Linked DNA regions of Mus musculus: all the other regions are linked to region 1. A link is a contact called in public HiChIP or PLAC-seq and promoter capture Hi-C data. All regions are on one chromosome and are shown on one strand. The core of a region is the stretch at or near the end of the contact, and the rest is flanking DNA. Distances in the headings are between cores, read along the strand shown. Region 1 holds the start of Asb4 (ankyrin repeat and SOCS box-containing 4). Region 2 overlaps Ppp1r9a (protein phosphatase 1, regulatory subunit 9A). Region 3 overlaps Ppp1r9a (protein phosphatase 1, regulatory subunit 9A). Region 4 overlaps Ppp1r9a (protein phosphatase 1, regulatory subunit 9A).

Region 1 (3,269 bases), core at 196-2,695:
ACCCTCAGTGTTGGAAGTCATGGTAGTGGGTGTTGGCAGATTGACTCTCCCGTCTAAGAGTGTGTGAGGGGGTTCTGGTGGGCTTACAACTACTCTGTTGGGTCTGGGTGTTGAATGTGAAAATTGTTATGATTTGGTAAGTTCTGTGCTCAGGACTGGCCAGTTTTGTATATTTACGTTCCACATCAGTACATCAAGTGAAAGGGTATGCTGATTCGCAGTTGCGTTTATAGACATATTTGTTATTGAAAAATTTAAAAAATTCACACTGCAAGTACTGCAGGGATTTTTTTATATCATTTTTCTGAACCTATCCATGATATGTAAATTGCAGCTAATTTGTATACTAGTTAGCACTTGATAATTTTCTGACATTAAAGACACTAATAAGTAAAATTAAGTCTTCAGTTTTGTCTCTAACTTTTTCTGTTGAAAAACTAACAGGGAGAAATTTTAATAATAAAAACTAGCAGGTAACTGCATATTGCCCATGACAGTAACCAGCTGCTTAACTTTGGGCCACATTTGTTCCCTGTGTTCTCTCTGTCTCTGTGCCTCTTGTCCCTTGCTCTCTGTCCTATTTACATGTCTGAACTGTTTTAAAACAAAAGTGTTAAAGACCTTGGATGGAGTTAGCTCAGTAATAAAACACAAGCTGTGTGAGTCCCTGGGTTTGATCCCTAGCAAACACACACACACACACACACACACACACACACACACACACACACACACAAGCACTATGTAAACAGACAGAGGATGTGTGAGACAGTGTGCTAATTGATTAGGCATTGCTTTAATTGAGGACAAACAGGATTCTTTTACAGAACCCAAATACCTGACTCACATTTTCAAATCAATAAGCTCATAGTAGAAAGTAAGATCCAGCTTGTATTTGTTTTTGTAATTTGTTCAAACATGGCTTTTTTTTTTAACTGACTTGAGAAATAAAATGCAGGGTTCAATAAAGTCCACTCACTTGTTGCATTGATTTTCTTGTTTCTTCAGGTTCTTTTTTTCCCCTAAAATGACCCCCCCCCATCATCTCACTACCCCGCCCTGCTTTTCTCATAATATTGAAAAATTTTTAAGTGTAGGTTACTGACAAACCTTCTGTTTGTTTTTAGATGTGCATAATTAGGCTCGATTTTACAGGCTCATTTCACAAAATCATTAAAGGTTTTCAGTAGCACGTGTATCAACAACAGAAACAAATTCTCATTTGGGGCTATTAGTTAGTCAGACTAAGATACTGCGGCTCCAGCCAGGCGCCAGATGTTTTTTGTTGAGGAGAAAACATAAAGAGAATTAAGAGCTTTGTAAATCTTACACTTTCACTTTGGTCTTGTAAGAAATAATTGTGACATTTCATGCTCGGAAATGTGTCACAGAAGCCTTCCTGCTTATCGACTCCACGTAGAGCGGAAGGGACCCGCTTACGTATCTCCAGTTTAAAGGACCTGAGAACTCAGGGAGAGTCTGGGAGGATATTTTGAAGTTTGAAATGATCCCTATATAAATAGAACGGGTCAGCATAACTTTGGGATAAAATTAGCCGGCAGTTTGTGGACTCTCCAGCCTTGCCTGTGTGCTGGGTGCTGCTCTCCTGATAAATCATTGCTCCGCTTCCACAGGGCTCCGAGGATGGACGGCATCACTGCCCCTATCAGCAAAGCTGGAGCTGCCAAATTAGTTAAGAAAGATTTCCTGGAGGCTCTAAAAACAAATGACTTCGGAAAACTGAAGGCTATTTTAATCGAGAGGCAAATAGATGTGGACACAGTGTTTGAAGTTGAAGATGAGAACATGATTTTGGCATCTTACAAACAAGGTAAAAGAATTGGAGAGGTGTAATTGTGAAATTGATACAAAATGGATTTTTAGGTCAGTAGGTCAGCTTTTGTCTTTAAAGCAGTCGTTCTTATTGTTTAAGTGTTTGTTTAGACAGTATTTCTTATTTTTAAAAATCTTCCCTTCCCTTTTAAAAATCAGAGCGCATTTGGGGGTGATTTTCATAGATCCATACAGATTTTTGTCTATGTATTTCTATTTATTGCTCTTTGCCATTCTTGCGCCTGGAATTTGGGACCCTGGGAGGTTGTATTTGTCATGCACGGTGTGTGGGGGACTTCCCTTGTGACTGTGTTGGTACAGAATAAAGAAAAGCCTCTAGGCTCTGCTTAAAGACGCTGAGATCTCTGTGTGACAGTGTGGTTCTCGGTCAGGCTGCTGATTCTTTCCTAACAACCACTTACAGATATATCACCTCCGTGTCCCTGTGAATGAGAAAGGGGACCTTCTTTTCCATTTAGAGAGTTAATGAATGGCGAAAGATGCGCCAGGGGCACTTCGATGGTCTGCATCGGTTTAATGGGTTTCAGTGCAGGAACAAAAGCTGAACTCTAAACACCACAAAGTTAACTTTTATTTTTCTTTTCTGCTTGGCTGCAATAGTAGAGAAAAAAATTGAAAAATTAAAATTCAGAATCTCTGCTTTGTCCAAAAAAAAAAAAATAGGAAATCAAAAATTATAACAAAATTCTTTAAGTCTCCCCCTCCCCTGGAACTCCTCTTTAATAAATCAGAACAAGATTAACACACTCATTCTGATTTCTCAAATCAACTAGATAATGGGAAAACTTCAATAGTTAGACCGTTTGGCGAGCATACTGCAAAGAAAGACTCTATTTACCTTCACTGCTGCCTAGAGAAAATATGTGGGAAAGTCTTGGGAGTCGGGTGAAGGGAGACCTATTTATGTTCAAATATAAATCTGTTTTTTATTCATACAAAATCGTTAGTGTCACCAAGTTGCAGATACAAACACAAGTAGGATTTCTCTCTACCTAATTCTCTGTCATTTCTGAAATAAGTAGAGATGAGTTGAGGTCAGTTGCTGGGCTTGCTCTTTGATTTGTGTTTTATGATAAACTGTCATTGCTGTTTTGTCTGAAAAATTAAGAGTTCTATTTTTTTTCTACAAAGTTGAAAAGATTCTGTTGAAGAACAAATTATATGCTATATAATTAGGTTTCTTGGAACTTATAACTTTGTTTCGTGGTTCAATCTGGATACTAAGTTTATTTTAAAGAAACTTCTATGTGTGCCATATACAACAGGGCTCAGATTCAAGCCAGTAGCTAATGTATTTGATAGCGAGCAGCAAAGACCACCTTTTCTTATCTCTCAGGCAGGTAAACCCTGCAGACAGGCTCGGAAGTTCTGAGACAGGGAACTTAGAAGTTTGGGCTCCTGGAGAGCAGGCTGTT
Region 2 (3,269 bases), core at 529-3,028, 410 kb before region 1:
ATTCGGTGGTCCAATTCTCAACAACAAAAAGAAGTAAGCCTCATCCATCAATCCCAAATTGCATTTAAATGAAACTCCCCACAAAGGAACGTGTGTTGAACATACTACTTAGGCATAGCTCTAGAAAATCTAAAGAATTCTTCAGTGGCATAAAGCTGGACAGTTTTGTGTAGCTCTGGGGGTAGAGAATGGATTATAAAAGATGCACTAGCCACTTTGCGAGGTGGATTGTCGAGATACTGATAGAAGCAGCAGAAGGCAGAGGGAAGGAAGGGCTTGTTGTGGATCACTAATTGGGTAGATGGTCCATCCTGGGGAAGGAGTGGCAGAGAGAGGCTCTAGCTGTGACGGCATGAACATGCGTCTGCTGGTTGCATTTTGTTTGGAGTCAGGAAGCAGAGACAGAGATTGATGCTTAGCTGGTGCCTCCTCTTACCATCTTTTTATAATTTTAACCCAAAACCTCATCCTAATGGGAAGGTACTCTCTCCACACTAGGATGGGGCTTTCCCCGTTGGTTAACCTTCTCTGGAAAGGCTTCACGAATATGCTCAGATGTGGTTTCTTAGGTGACTCTGAATCCAGTCATAATGACAGAATCCAGTTATGTTGACAGTAGAGATTTAGAACCAGCATGCAGGGGACAGGTATGATGGTAAGGATGGCTTCTTGGCTGGATATGATCCGAACTCATTTGACTACTTCAAATTGAGTCTTAAGACATAGACAAATGAAAATATTTCAAATATTTTGTTTTGTTTTTGAGAAATTGTAGGTTCAGCTGTGTCATATAAAAGAGTTTCACTTGTCTTTGCTTCCTGTGCGTTTTATGGCTTTCCATGAGTTCTCTCCACCGAGTGCACTTTTAATGTCATTTATTTTCATTTATTTAGACTTTAGAATAAGCTTCCAGAGTTTGTATTTCATTCTTTCCTGCCTTGTAAATTTAGAGCCCTGAGAGATCATCACAGGGCCTTTTTGGAATTCTATCTTGTGACTGTGGATAAATTATCTTTACTATGCTGCATTGTCTTGGAGCACTAGAAGCAGATCAACAGTATCTAAGCAGAGATCATGTTTAGTCTTTTCAGATAATGTGGTTCTCTGATGCCATGTTGACTAGTCAGAGTAAAAGCAAATCAAAGGTGCAAATCCAGTCTGGATTAGCTAGGATTTATAATCATGAATATAGATAAAATTAAAAGAAAATATAAAACGTGAATTTGCATTTTATAGTAAATATTTGGAATAACTTAAAATATTGATCACAAATGCTCTGCTGAAAGGAAATTTAAAATTTAATAAAATGTGACACATTCTGTTTTCGCAATATTTTGGAAATGGAGGCAGAATGATCAGGGCAGCATAGTCTCACTCTTGCAAAAAGTTGATAGTAAATTTAATGTAGTATTCATATACATGTAGTTAGCTTAGGTAAATTTTAATTTGAAGTCACAGTGATTTAAATATCAGATATGCTTTCTAGGATTATAAAAAAGATACTGTGGTTGTCTAAATAGACAGTAAGTTTTCTGTGCAAGATTCAAACAAATCTGCTTTTTTATATATTAAAAACAAATGCCTTCTTTGAGGTTTAACACTCAAAATATGTTCCTGAGTTCTACTCTAGTGTACTTAATACACAAAGACCATTCTGTTTAACATACACAAATGAGTTTGGCACCCAGATGTTCCCTGGCGACAGGAATGGGGCACTGCAGCGGTAGCGTGAGGTGGGGCTGCATTGACATAATGGCCTCTTTGAGTGGAGCCTGCAGCAGGAAGGTAGCTTTGCTGAGCAAACGTTGTGCTTTCACTCTTTCACCCATGCTTGAGCAAACAAGGAGTTCCGTGTGAGCAGTCTGCTTGCCAGTCGGTCCCAAGAAAGCCTCAGAAGGTATTCTTAAAGAGCCAAGGCAAACAGCTTCTGTTTTGGGTGCATGTATCACAGCTGAGCCTTCTGCTTGAAGAGCCTCATTTAATCCTTTCTGCCTCTGGGAGGGTGCTCCCAAACGCTGTCCTAGACACTGGAGCATTGATGAGCACAGACATATAGAGGCTCTGTGTGCTCTTTCTACCAAGTCCTTCCCGCTCACACTGCTGTCACGGTCTTTTTCATACGGCAAGGCCATAAGCCTTAAAGGAGGGTAAACATCGTTGAATGGCACCCTTGCTATCACTATTAGCAAGTCTTGTGTGAAGGAACCTTTCTGGTGTTCTGAAATGTGGGCAAGTTTTGAGCCCATTGGAAGTCAGTCAGATTTTCATTAGCATTCAGAGAAGTATTACCTAGCTTCCATGTTGACATTTTCAACCAAGATGTTTCTGTTGTCCCCACTCCCGATTTTCCCCCCTCCAATATCCCACTTCCCCTCGGGCTTCCTTTCTGCTTCCGTGTTACATATTCTTTTGCCTTACCCTACCCTCTCACTTCCTCTTGTTCCCTTTCATGGTATCTATCTTCATAACCTATGTCCCTCTCATACCAGGCAATTAATTATGGTATTAAATTGTAAACAATTCAAACACAATTTGAAATGATATTTAACAGTTTTATCATAGTTGAATAAAAGGAGCCCAGAAGGCCTGTTTAGTTCTAGGTAATTATAAAAGCCATGTGTGTTATGACTTGTTTTTCTTAGTAAGTTTGGTAAATAACTACTAGGTATGGCAGATTCATGACATGCTGTTGTTAAAATTGTCACAATTAATGCCCACGTATGGAATATTACCTAACCAAGTCCTGGAGTCGCCTATGTCAAAACTCTGTTTTTATATAGACCATAGTTGTTTGCTTTGAGCAAAATTATTTGGGCCACATTTTGACTTCTTATTTCCAGTTCACGCGTTGAGAATCAGAACTGATATTCATTGCTGCTGACATACCTTGCGTCTATCTGTTTTATTGTTACTGAAGGGCAGAAAGTGTTCCCGAGTGTGGCAGCTTGAGTAGTCTTGTGCTCATGCACTGTATCGCTGTGTGTTGCCCGTGACATTGGCTGTGTAGAAGGATCTGGGGCTGCATCCTATCTCGACCATCACTTACTCTGTCCCCTGTCTCAGATTATCCTTCAGTTCTAAGATTAAATCTCTTTTTGCAAATGTTCCCATGTTTAGATCCCAGCTCTGGGATTCAAGCCACCAGCAGGATAACACTGTACAGTTGTCTCAGAGCACGAGCTTCTCTAAAATAGTGATGTGTGTGTGTCAAGGTAAGAACGCAAATGAGAGGTATTTACTGAAATTACAAATTTCCAATCAGCTAGTAA
Region 3 (3,269 bases), core at 338-2,837, 360 kb before region 1:
CAGGGTTTCTCTGTGTAGCCTTGTCTATCCTGGAACTCACTCTGTAGACCAGGCTGGCCTTGAACTCAGAAATCCGCCTGCCTCTGCCTCCCAAGTGCTGGGATTAAAGGCGTGCGCCACCACTGCCCAGCTGAGTATTTTTTACATGAAAAAATACTGATGTCTTGTATTTTTCATTTTTCAACTTTTCTTGTGTTATTTTTGACCCATTAGACTCATCACAAGGTGTGTAGGTCAGAGTTGGCACTTTGATAGCCATTTCCATAAAAAACTATCCACTTCGCTGCAGGACGAAGACTTGCAAAGTCATGGGACTTTAACCAGTTTAGGCTGGTTAGAGCAGAATATTTTTGCAAGTAATTGGCGCACACAAGTGGAGTGGACTATGCAGGATTCTCTAGTCTTCAAACTTCAAATCAACAGGTTGAATCAGGACCAAAGATTACTAAAGATAATCTTTCTTTTCCCCTTAAAATCTACTAATTGTGGACTTTAAACATGCCTGCAAAGTACCTTCTTGATGACATCTGGCATAGTATATAAATAAATGATTGAGGCAATAACCTGGACACATCAGATGAAGGGGTCTGTCTTCAGCTCTATTTGTCTGAGGGTCAGAATCAATTGTAATTCACCTCTCACTAGAATATATCTAACACCTTCCTCCTCTGTACTGAAGTTAACCCATGATCCTCACCTACTTTTTTGGCTCATTCCTTTGCCCATTTTTTTCTTTGTTATATTAAGTACCTGGCATGAGGTACTTTATAAGACTGCAGTTCTGAAGGTTCATGGTATGGCACTATTCTTGCTTTGTTCTGGTGAAGGTACAAGGCAGGAGATGTAAGGAAGGAAGATCCCAAATGCAGACTCCTCAGGTGACCTGAGATTCTCCCATTAGACTCTCCTTTTTAAAGGTTTTACTCCCTTTTCAGCCTTTCACCCTGGGCTTCAAGCATCTAACTATGGGGGGATGAACTCAAGCCATATCTCAGCTACTGTAGGTGGCTTATCAGCCCTGTTCATGGTACCGTATTCTCTTCAACTGCTGTTGGTCAATGAAAAACAAGTCCCAAATCCAGGTGTGGTGGAACACACCTTTAATCTGGGCCACATTCTAGTGCTTCTATGACTTCCTGACGTTGGTTATCTGTATTGGGCTTGTCTAGAGTCACAAAATGTATGGAATGTCTTTCTATAGTGAGGGAATTTATTATGATGATTTACAGTCTGTAGTCCAACTCCCGAACAAGGGTCAGCTATGAATTGGAATTCCAAGAATCTAGTAGTTTCTCAGTCCCACAACAGTAATTGTTTCAGGTGGTCTTTTGTAGAAATAGATTCCAGCAGATGTGCTGGCAAGTAAATGCAAGCTCGAAGAGCAAATCTTCCTTATTGCATTGTCCTTACTGTAGGCCTCCAGCAGAAGGTGTGGCCCAGATTAAAGGTGTGTGCCACCACACCTGGATTTGGAACTTGCTTTGTCCCAGGCTGACCTTGAACTCAAAGATCTCCTTGCCTCAGTCTCAAAGGATTAAAGGCACATACTATCTCTCCTGAGCCTAGGTTTTTCATGGTCACAGTGCCTCAAGATCTCCATGACAATATCCAGGTCGTAATCTTGCGTCTTCCATCCTCAAGATCTGGGTCACAGGTGAGCCCTCCAATTACAATTACAATCCAACTATTGTAGTTCATTCCAGTGTCCTTTTTTCCTAATGCAAACATTTATTTTAGGTGATCTCCTTAAATGGGCTGTTTTAGTTGGTTTCCTGTCGAATCTTAGACCTGAAGTGCCATTCCCAAAATTAAGACCTTAGAGTTTGGGGTTCTTAGTTCCTGATAAGAGATGTATCCACATATCTTTGGAAGTTTTGTATGTCACGTGGGAACTTGTCAGCCATCTTCTGAGACCCTCAGTGTGGCTGGTACCTACTTTCCCTTACTTACCCAAAGGGTAGTACTCTTGCCCCCCTGCTTCCAGTTCAAGGATGTGCAGAACGGCCTTCCTCCGGGGGAGTTAGAGCCACTTGTTGACACTTAGAGTGGAAGGAACAGCCAGAGCCAACTGTTTCAACAAACGCTAGAGCAGAGCCAGCTCACCCTAATGTATTTGTTGGAAAGCACTCACTTCTGGGAGTTCAAAATTGCCCCACCCCCACCCACCCCCACCCCACCCCATCCCCAGAAGAAGTATCATTTGGGATCATTAGTATTTTTTAGTTATTAATTTCTCATGAAATGTTTAATTTTTTAATAATAATTTGAAAAACACCAAGAAAAACATGACCATTATTGGATAGCCTAGTTCTCTGTTAAACTGTCCATTAGGAGAGTGAAAAAAAAAAAAAAAAACCAACAAAAAAACAAAATAAACCTCACTATTTTGAACAGATCCTAGAATTTTAACTATTATTTATTTATTTATTTATTTATTTATTTATTTATTTATTTAGAGACAGGGTTTCTCTGTGTAGCCGTGGCTGTTGTGGAACTCACTCTGTAGACCAGGCTGGCCTGGAACTCAAAAATCTGCCTGCCTCTGCCTCCCAAGTGCTGGGATTAAAGGTGTGCACCACCGCTGCCCAACTCTAGAATTTTATAAATTTGGGACAATCCAAGTTTTTATTTGTGAACTATATTTATAAGAACTTAACAAAATTATTCTAGTACTTTAACAACACATATTTGTAGATAAACAATATTGATTATACTGACTTTTGTACTGTTCTAAATAAGAGATGAGACATTCTGATTGCTTTTGCTTCAGTGAAAATTTCTGTGCCTGGAAGATGGCTCCTAGCAAGCAGTAGTGCGAGCCTGGCAACCTGAGCCCAGTATCTAGAGGCCACAACACAAGGGAGTGCTGGCAAGGGAGTGCTGACTCCACAGAGTGCTCCTCTGAGCTCCATGTGCATGACAGCTCACGTGCATCAGCACACACACTTGTAATCGTAGCAGATATTAATTAAGTAACTAATCTTTGAGACAGGATCTCACTGTCTAGCTCTGTCTGGCCTGGAACTTGATGTGCGACCCAGGCTGACCTGAAACTCACAGAGCTCTGTTGCCCATGTCTCCCAAGTGCTGGGAGCAGTGCGCGCCACATGCCCAGCAATAAGAAGAGTTTAAAAGAAATTGTTTGTGTATGTGCTCTTGAGAATACCATTTATTTTAAAAATATCTATGTATGTGCATATATACATATATATTAAAGATTTAGCTTCATATGTATGTACTGGCTTTTTGCAGACTCACTCAAACTATGT
Region 4 (3,269 bases), core at 321-2,820, 300 kb before region 1:
AAGATGATAGGTCATCTCTCCAAAGTGCTGCTACCCTGTACACTTGGGGGAGAATTCCTGAGGGATCAGGGTCACTGATGGGTTTGTGTGCAGCCTGTGGGCAGATACTCCCACAGTGCAATCATTTAACTTGGTGTGATCGCTGGTGGCTCCTTGGTTCTGTACAGAATCAGCTTCTCCCTGGCAGGCTCGGGGTGCTGTGCACAGTGAGGTGCTCGGGGTGCTGTGCACAGTGAGATGGCAGCCTCACGACCCTGTGTGTGTGTGTGTGTGTGTGTGTGTGTGTGTGTGTGTGTGTCAAAGGCACACGTCTCCATTCCCTGGTACACCCTCCACTACTTGAGTTATTGATTTACGACAAGTGGAAACATCAGTGCGCTGGGTTTCTAAGGTATATCCTGAGGCTTTATCGGAATTCTACAGGTTGGACTATTGTGTGACTTAGAATTCTGTTCGCAGTGCTCTTCTCCAGTGTTAGACTCACAGGATTCCCTTATTGTTTGTCTTGGTCACTTTGATCAGTCACCCACAGGTGTGTCCTATCATGGGATAATCTATCAGATGCCATGGACTCTATAGAGACAAGAGAGGAAGACGGCTGGGAACCAGCTTCTCCATACAGCTCTTCCCCATGATCCCTGTGAGCAGAGGCTTGCGGGGGCTTTGTTTCAAATTAGCTTTTCAGAAATGTCATACAGCCTAAAAGTGAATGCAGGTTGTGCCTCTTTTAGGGCAGTTCAAAGACTTGCTTATCTGACGCTGTTTAAAATTGGAGGCAGAGGCAGGCAGATTTCTGAGTTCGAGGCCAGCCTGGTCTACAGAGTGAGTTCCAGGACAGAGAAACCCTGTCTCAAAAAAACAAAAACAAAAACAAAACTAAACTAAACTAAAAAAATCGGAGTTTCCTAAGGCCACAACCCTAGTAAACTTCCTCTATTTGAAATCTGTATTCTCCTAGCAGTTCCCTGAATTTGAACTTCCTTTTTCAGCCATCTCTTAATTCTAGCCTTAATTTTAAACTGTTCAAAGCCATAAACTTCTGTTTCATTCCTGTTTAATAGTATCTTCGTATATTTTCTATTTTACTATAAGGAGAGAAAACAGAGAGGCAACCCCTGAGGCTGGGTTTGGCATCCTCTTTCTGAGATGGTACTGTTTACTAGACATTCCCTGTGTCTCCCTGAGGAGCTGATGCTCACCCTGAACATTCTGCCATGTTAACAGCCTGCCTTTCAGGTTTCCTCGAACAATATGTTTAGGGTAGTTTAAACTAATCCATTCCTTAGAATCTATCTAGCCTTCGCCCACTGCCCACTTCCAAAGCCACATCCCTATTATTTTCTCTGCTTTGTTTTGGCAGCCTCCCTTCCTGTGTGAATCCCCTTCCTTCTAAAACATCACCACCCACCAAAACATAGCAACTTAGAATAAGAAATGTCTCTACAGTACACTGTGAGCTCGTTCATCCGGATCTTTCTAAGCTCACATCTGTCCCAAGGCCGACAGTAAGGTGTCAGCCAGAGCTGTGGCCATCTAAGCGCTCAACTGGGAGAGGGTCTGCATCCAAACACACTCGCAGCTGTCGACAGGATGCAGAAGAGCCATTTCCAAGCTCCCTCATGTGACTGTTGGTAAACCTCTGTTTCCTGCTGGCTGTTGGCCAGACATCTCAGAACCTTGTAATGTGGCCCCTTCCTGCTCAGAACCTGGACTCCTGCTTCCCAATAGTGAGGACACAGAGAACAAGCCAGGACAAAAGAGGCACAAGTCACACTTCCTGTAACTAAGTTAGTTACTTCCCTTGTATTTAGCTGCAGCTGAATTGCTAGGTCCAGTCCACACTGGAGAGGAAGGATCCCAGTAGAGCACAGGAAGCAGTGTCACGGAGGTCATTGTGCCACTGAGACACCATGGCCAAAAAAAATAAAATAAAAGAGTGACCTTGGTTTTGAGTATGCCGGTACAAACTAAAGAAAACATTAAAATCCAAAGCTAATTAATGAAGTAGCAAAATTGATACAGAGTACTGAAGAAAAGAAACATGAATTTGAGTAGTTGGAAGAGATTTTACTTAAAGATCTCTAGTTAAAATTGCTATGATAATAATTTATCAGCAGTGTGGTAGGTGAATGAGCTGAGCCCCTGAAGATTGGGAACCCAGGGCTATCCGAGTAATCTAGGTATTTAAACATTTCTCCACTCAAGGCCTGGATAGATGGCTCATCAGCTAAGCACTCTTCCTGCTTGTGCAGAGATCTAGCTTCAGGTCTCAGGACCCATGCTGGGTCCACCAAGGGAGAATCCTATGCCTTTATCCTCCAAGGATATCAACAGTCGTGTGCATGCACCCCTGCATAAACACACACTTACACATAATTTAAAATAGTAAAAATAGATCTTTTAAAAACTGTTTTTCTTCTTGGAGACTAGGTACTGACAAGGATATGAAAACCAACAAGCATTCTCTGAAATAAAGTTTGAGATGCCATAAACAGGTAAAAACATGCACACATCTGAATGTGCTCATGCACAGACTCTCTGTCTCTTGCCATGTGATCTACTGAGCCAGCTCATAGCTCTGTCTGCCGGTAAGGAGATTACTATCATGTGTGGCCCCTTAACTTTGAACTTCGAGAACTGTGAGCTGAAACACCCCTCTCTCTAAAGTTCAAACAACCAAGCTCACAAACCCGGTACATTTTAAGGGACTTAGTAAAGGGTAGAGTGATGAATATGCCTCACAGGCCAGGCATCACACTGGAGATTTGTGTAATTAGTTACTTGAATCCCCTTAATATACAATGACATTGAAATCTTTCAACTTTTCTCTGGGCCTCAGGCTTTTCTGGAGACCTGCTCTCTCTAGTCCCAAAGACGTGCTTTTGTTGTAATACTCTGTAGTTATCCTGTCCAAACAAGAGGGGGAAGATAGTCCTAGTGAGAAGGTCTCACGGTCTGTAAGTGTGTTCTTGCCTGGGGTAGAGCCCTGAGTGTGTCACTCATGTGTGTCGTTAGAACAGTCTCAGAAGAAAGTGCTTCACAGCGCTGCAGTAATGTTTAGACTCTTCAGTGGCTCAATATTTCAAAACTAGGCCACACGGACGTCACTGACCCAGCTTGGAAAAGGAGATGTTCTTTGTGGGGAAGATGCTTTTTGCTAGAATCTTGTGGATGGAGAATGTGTTTAACTGTACTTCACACTGAAAAGTCGAGCTAGCATCAGTGCCTTGTCTGAGGTCTTGCTCTATAGACAGAGTTCTCCTCTATTT

The links. Promoter capture Hi-C pulls out the DNA fragments that hold promoters and counts their contacts. HiChIP or PLAC-seq counts read pairs in DNA pulled down with a chosen protein or histone mark.
Region 2: a contact with region 1 is called in a promoter capture Hi-C map of embryonic stem cells, with 3 times the contacts expected there. The contact joins the enhancer-like site here to the promoter of Asb4 in region 1. A contact is called at or near these places in 24 of 39 promoter capture datasets (the 3T3-L1 cell line, 3T3-L1-derived adipocytes, the C10 cell line and 14 more), 1 of 15 datasets of contacts at CTCF or cohesin (large pre-B cells), 9 of 484 Hi-C or Micro-C datasets (the HPC-7 cell line, brown adipocytes, embryonic heart and 2 more), 10 of 115 datasets of contacts at active chromatin or transcription factors (bone marrow-derived macrophages, cardiomyocytes, craniofacial prominence and 6 more) and 4 of 9 other capture datasets (adipose tissue, embryonic stem cells, liver and 1 more).
Region 3: a contact with region 1 is called in a promoter capture Hi-C map of embryonic stem cells, with 2.8 times the contacts expected there. The contact joins the enhancer-like site here to the promoter of Asb4 in region 1. A contact is called at or near these places in 13 of 39 promoter capture datasets (the 3T3-L1 cell line, the C10 cell line, the HPC-7 cell line and 5 more), 2 of 15 datasets of contacts at CTCF or cohesin (large pre-B cells and pro-B cells), 3 of 484 Hi-C or Micro-C datasets (the G1E-ER4 cell line and cerebral cortex), 6 of 115 datasets of contacts at active chromatin or transcription factors (astrocytes, bone marrow-derived macrophages, embryonic stem cells and 1 more) and 2 of 9 other capture datasets (embryonic stem cells and macrophages).
Region 4: a contact with region 1 is called in an H3K4me3 HiChIP or PLAC-seq map of bone marrow-derived macrophages, with 5 times the contacts expected there. The contact joins the enhancer-like site here to the promoter of Asb4 in region 1. A contact is called at or near these places in 20 of 39 promoter capture datasets (the C10 cell line, the HPC-7 cell line, HPC-7-derived erythroid cells and 13 more), 2 of 15 datasets of contacts at CTCF or cohesin (the NIH/3T3 cell line and pro-B cells), 31 of 484 Hi-C or Micro-C datasets (the 3T3-L1 cell line, the AML12 cell line, the BV-2 cell line and 20 more), 15 of 115 datasets of contacts at active chromatin or transcription factors (bone marrow-derived macrophages, craniofacial prominence, differentiating embryonic stem cells and 10 more) and 4 of 9 other capture datasets (adipose tissue, liver, macrophages and 1 more).

Annotation. Positions count from the first base shown.
Region 1 is chr6:5,388,965-5,392,233 of GRCm38.p6, forward strand. It overlaps Asb4 (ankyrin repeat and SOCS box-containing 4), which reads left to right and starts at 1,446. Exons shown (of 5, transcript NM_001355662.1): 1 at 1,446-1,831. The coding sequence starts at 1,645.
Region 2 is chr6:4,981,048-4,984,316 of GRCm38.p6, forward strand. All of the region lies in intron 2 of Ppp1r9a (protein phosphatase 1, regulatory subunit 9A), which reads left to right. Among named protein-coding and RNA genes, the nearest start is that of Gm52886, 72 kb to the right of the region's middle. Within about 2 kb of position 1,779, at least 72 of the 459 cell types and tissues checked have an H3K27ac peak or open chromatin away from gene starts, as enhancers often do. A contact at or near this core is called in craniofacial prominence, embryonic stem cells, epiblast stem cells and 1 more, where this site is marked.
Region 3 is chr6:5,031,809-5,035,077 of GRCm38.p6, forward strand. All of the region lies in intron 2 of Ppp1r9a (protein phosphatase 1, regulatory subunit 9A), which reads left to right. Among named protein-coding and RNA genes, the nearest start is that of Gm52886, 21 kb to the right of the region's middle. Within about 2 kb of position 1,588, at least 13 of the 459 cell types and tissues checked have an H3K27ac peak or open chromatin away from gene starts, as enhancers often do. A contact at or near this core is called in embryonic stem cells, where this site is marked.
Region 4 is chr6:5,092,046-5,095,314 of GRCm38.p6, forward strand. All of the region lies in intron 6 of Ppp1r9a (protein phosphatase 1, regulatory subunit 9A), which reads left to right. Among named protein-coding and RNA genes, the nearest start is that of Gm52886, 39 kb to the left of the region's middle. Within about 2 kb of position 1,571, at least 79 of the 459 cell types and tissues checked have an H3K27ac peak or open chromatin away from gene starts, as enhancers often do. A contact at or near this core is called in the BV-2 cell line, ECoMG-derived neutrophils, the HPC-7 cell line and 7 more, where this site is marked.